Linked DNA regions of Oryzias latipes: region 2 is linked to region 1. A link is a contact called in public Hi-C data. All regions are on one chromosome and are shown on one strand. The core of a region is the stretch at or near the end of the contact, and the rest is flanking DNA. Distances in the headings are between cores, read along the strand shown.

Region 1 (2,619 bases), core at 77-2,576:
TTTTGTTGATTAAACAAAAAAACAGCTCGACACATTAGCATATCTCATTTTAATACTTACTTTTAAAGGCAAGGTCTCACAACCAAAATACTAAAATATTTAAATTTAAGCTCACAAGTGTATAATTTGATTCAAAATGCCACAAAACCCCAAGAACTATTGCTGAATTGTTCACGTTTCCCTTTTAAAACTTTTTTTTTGGGCTGTTTGGCAACATTTTTCACATAATTGTGACCAAACAGAAACAAATGACAAACTTTCATTACATTATGCTGAATTTTAAAGTTCTTACACTAAAATCTGAAAGAAAAACTTTTAAATGTTCCTTTTGATTTAAGAAAAAGTCACATGTATTGTTTTTTTTAACTCAATTTTTGTTTTTGTAATAAAACTTTGACCAAATCCAAGCTTATGTGTATATATAATAAAATCTACAAGCTCACATTAAAGAATAAAAAAATCAACACGTACCAATCTATTCAGTCTGCAATTTAGTGTGTTTTCATGCAACTTTTAATACATTATAGTAAAAAACAAACAAAAAAAACACTGTATGCCCCCTTGCTTTAACCTCACCCACTTCAGATTGAAATAATAATATAAATTCTGCACCGTTTTCTACTACCTTAGACTGGATATAAGAGACATGCAAATATAGGTCGAACTAGCGTTTGCCTATGTTTTATTAAACTCCAGAGGTATGCAAAATCTAATGTTGTAAATGAAACTAACTCCTGCTGTCACCTGGCTGGGCGACGATGATAGGAAGTTGCAGTAGTTAGTTAGCATGATGAACTCCTTCCTAAACTATCGCTTCCAGTCCAAACAATTCAGTTATTTTTAGTTTTATAAATCTAACTCACACCGCCTACAACCTAAACAAATATGTATTAAAAAATCTGAAGTCTACTTAAAACAAACGAAAAACAATGTACAGGTGATTAGCGTAAGACAGGACAGCTAATAGCTCAAACTGTTGACGTTACCTTGTTGTTGTTGTCCAAGCTGGAGCTCCGTCTGTAATGGTCTTTTTACTATTTAATAGTAATCAATAAAACATTTTTTTTTTTTTTTTTTACAAAAAGGACATCTGCAGCGGGACATTGGTCGGGTAGCTTTGCTTGTACCTTGCAGGAGCTAGCTTTGAAGGCTACATCACGGCTTGGGAAAAAAAAACACACACAAACGTCAGTTCACTTCCCATTGCCGGATGGTGCGTTTACGAAAGTAGGAATTTTTAGAAATTCAGGGCTAATGTGGTGAACTGCAAGCACATTTGAAGTTTTGAAATAACGAGTCGGACATATTTAACGAAATCCAGTAATAGTTTGTGCTTAAAAAATTACGATCTTCATTTTATTCATAAAAATGGTTTGTCTTCAGAAACAATATAAAAAAGACAAATTAATTGTCTGCAGTTGCTCAGTTTGGTCCAGACTATTTCAAAAAGGCCAAAAATAATATACCTGTGTTTTAATACCATTTTATGTAATTGCCTAACAGATTATCTCAAAAGGGGGAATATCTGTGAAAAAGCAATGCACACAAATGCTACTAAAATTTTAATTTGTGGCTACAAATTGGCAAACTGTGTGCACAAATTGCTAATTTGAGGAAACTATTTATTTACTTATTTTTAACGTAATGTCCAGGGCTACGTAAAGGGGTGACAGTGGGGAATAAAACTTGGGTGTAAAGTTCAGCAGAACTACCCTCATTAAAGCTGACCATTTGCTGTACAAGTCATCAAAATGTAATCAATACTTTACATTTAGTTTTTTATAGATGTGATCAAAAGTGTGTGGGAATATCTAATTTGTACTAACACAATCATTCAGTTTATTCCAGTTTTCATTTTCTCAACCCACTCTATTGCTTTCGGGGTCATGGGGTCGCCGCAGTCTGTCCCAGGGCGAAGGTGGGGTACGCCCCAGACAGGTCGCTTGTCTGTCACAGGGCCACAATCACTCCAACACACACTCATACATGCACACTAAGGGACACTTTGAGGAAGTGCCCAGAGAGAACCCCTGCATGCACGGGGAGAACACTCAAACTTCACACAGAAAGGTCCCAGCCAGGATTTGAGCCAGAGCCTTCCACTGTGCCTGTTCCAGACTGTACAAAGGTTATTAAATTGGGATTATTTTCAGACCAACTTAACTCTCTTCATTTTTAAGTTTTAAATCCCTATTTTGATTTGTAGTGTCAGACCTGCAGTAAAACATTCATTTGTTTTCATTTTTATCTCAATAATGATGCGTCCTGTGGTGTACAAGAGTCAATCAGACAAATGAGTGCAAAAACAACCTGATTATTTTTATATTTTTGGCCTTATTTAAAAAAAATATCAATTTAAATATAAGTAAAAGAGAATATTTATCTTATTCTTGATATCCAATAGGCTGACACTTGTTATATTGTGGAATTTTATCTATAGGCTACTGTTTTAAAGGTAGTTTATTTGTTTGTTGGTTTCCCCTAAAACGCAGTCATGAATAAGTTCCATTAGGTGGAGCCCTGGACAGTGAATTCTGAGAAATGTCTGTCTTTACAAGACCCATGATGTGGCACAGTTTCCATGAATATTTTCTGTAAAGGAAAACAGTCTTGACTTAC
Region 2 (2,619 bases), core at 71-2,570, 140 kb before region 1:
ATGCTGTTGGTGGACACATGTATTTAAAATGAAGCCAAAGTTCCATCAGATATCACACACCTAATTCTGTGAAATTTTGTTCTGTGGCACTGACCCATCCCTGCGGGAGCAGTGAGCAGGATATGGGAGCTATTAGATGGTTGACCTAACCCCAGCCGTAATCCTAACCCTAACCCCTCTTCCAGGTCTGTGAGGCCAAAAAATAAGCCTTCGTATTTAGAAAAAATGACTGAAAAATATTCACTTTCTTTTCTTAGAAGGAAGGTAACTGCACAAGTGTTTGGGATGGAGGTTATGTTACATTTACTCAATTACATCTGAGTGTATTTTCCTTTTGATTTGGGCATCTTTTAACTTATGTAAATTTGTGTTTACAGCAACTATTTTACTTTTTTCAGATTTTTTTGTTGTTGCTTTGTTTGCTTTTAGAATTAATCAACAGAGATTTCTTTTTTAATTGCTGCATTTAGTTTTTGAAAATATTAGTCATGCAGGACTTTCTTTTGTTTGCTTGTTTCACATTTAGCTTTTAGGTTTTCTTATTTAACAAGACGAAACCATTCTGTGAAACATTAAATTCCGAAAGTTACTCTGTGTTTGCAGTACGTTTACTATTTTACCTGCGTCCACATTTGGATGCTTTTAGGTCCATTTTACTTAAGGCACAAAAGTTTAAATTTTGACCTAAAAACAAGTAATTCAATGCTATGGAAAATTCACATGATGCACATTATGTTAGAGTTACCTCCTTTACTTCTTGAAATATTCGTGCAAAGTCCTCATTAATCGTTAGACTTCGTCTCTCTATGTCTCCGCGAAGATTTCTCCTGGTGCGCAAACTGTTTTCGGTGAAGAACACTGACAATGCCTTTAGAGCCTCCAGCATCTCCTGAGAATAAAATAGAGGAACCACTTAAAAACACAGGAGAGGATGATAACAAAATACTTCGGCAACACTATTCACATCAATTAAGTTGTGCTTTGAAGGTTAAATAGCGTGTTTATTTTAGCTTCAAGTAATTAACAGCACGAAAAATGTAAGTGTTAGCTGGAGCTGTGTTCTTCCCACACCAGCGACTGTTAGCTAGCTAGCATGAAACCAAACCCTCCGACGAACCTTGTCATTGTCAAGTCTCGTCTCCAATATTTTGTTAAGCTTCCTTGATAACGGGTTATTAGGCTGCGAAGAAACATTTGAATTTGATGTCACGGTGGAACTATCTATCGGAATTTCTGCTTGAGTATTAGCCATTTTTGCATACACTTCCACGTCAACTCTGAGAGGTATTTTGGTCCGTTTGAAAAGTACGTCCGGTCGGAATCCCAGATACAACGTTCCGGGGCTTAGTGAGGTATTCATTTCCTGCAGATTTGCTATTATGTAAAATAAGAGCTTTGTGTTTTCAGCTGGAATAAAAGGCGCTATACAAATAAATACAGTTTGAGTTTGAGTTTAATTTTAGTATAGACTTGTAGCACTTAAATTGAGAACTTTTTCTAACGCAAAGTATTCTCTTAAATAAAATGAAAGCAATAAGGGGGAAAAAATGAAGATTGAACTATCGATTGGTCATTGAGTGAATAATGGCTACAGTAAAAAAATAATAATAAGAGTTTTACGTAATTTACGTAAAAGAGAGAGAGAAAAACATTGCACTATAATTAGATTCTATTAACCATCTCTCACCTCCTGGGATGCTTGCAACTCCAGATCCACTGCAAACACTTCAGCCCTTGCAACAAATTTAAATGCATTAAAATTTTGCTTTGTCAGGAAATACAAGATTGCTCTTAGAGTTCCCTACGACCCTACTGAGAATGCATAAGTTGGTATGGGTGAGGAATGAATCTCAATAACTATGTTCTGCACAAATACATATTAAAATATTCAGACTATTTAAAATATAATGTAATGTAATGTCATTACTGATTGCATGAATTCCTAAAATGATTGAATTGTCAACTAAGAATTGAATATGTTTGCCTTAGTAAATAAACCCAAACTGAATTTTATTAGAGATAAAAAAAGAGAATTATTGTTTTTGCTAATTCCATTTTTATAAATAACAGATGTTTATTTCGTAATGTGTTTCACCTTTACGCGTACAAAGTAAAGCTTCCGTTTTCTGACTGTCCGTGAATGCGTCAGCGTGGTGGAGGTGAGTCCGGCCCCTGGGTGGAGTTCGGCGTGATTGATGGTTGCATCCCAGCGGCGTCTCTTGGACGCCTCCTCCCCGCCTCCCTCCAGTCTCTGAGCTGGAATGTGAGCTCGGGGTTCGGGCAGTCAGCAGCAGCAGCGGCTCCGCGCGCGAGTGGAGAACGGATCACTGCTCCGGTGCAGCGCACCGTTGAGAAGAAGCCGATTCCAGCGCACGTCCTGCAGTCACTTTTCGGATCGTCGGTTTCTGCTTCCTGCCTCTCGTCCTCCTCTGCAAAAAAGTTTGTTTTAGACCCAGCTGGGGTCCGCATATGGGAACAACCTGTGTATACCTAACTCACCTTCTTCTGGAAGTCTTCCAAAATGTAAGATTTGACGCATTTTTACATTAATCCGTGCGTTCTTGGAGATTATCTGCAATTTCTGCAATCCCAGTCCAACCTTTTCTGTTGGTTCGTTGT

Evidence for each region. A called contact is a pair of places that touch in the nucleus more often than the background predicts.
Region 2: a Hi-C map of embryo shows a contact between it and region 1, with 3 times the contacts expected there. The contact joins the promoter of cog6 here to the promoter of rcbtb2 in region 1. A contact is called at or near these places in 2 of 5 Hi-C or Micro-C datasets (embryo and fibroblasts).

The regions. Positions count from the first base shown.
Region 1 is chr13:7,144,657-7,147,275 of ASM223467v1, reverse strand. It overlaps rcbtb2 (RCC1 and BTB domain-containing protein 2), which reads right to left and starts at 1,326. Exons shown (of 12, transcript XM_004075287.4): 1 at 987-1,326.
Region 2 is chr13:7,281,562-7,284,180 of ASM223467v1, reverse strand. cog6 (conserved oligomeric Golgi complex subunit 6) reads right to left here and starts at 1,320. Exons shown (of 19, transcript XM_004075290.4): 1 at 1,118-1,320; 2 at 746-889. The coding sequence starts at 1,252. lhfpl6 (LHFPL tetraspan subfamily member 6 protein) reads left to right here and starts at 2,205. Exons shown (of 4, transcript XM_004075289.4): 1 at 2,205-2,523.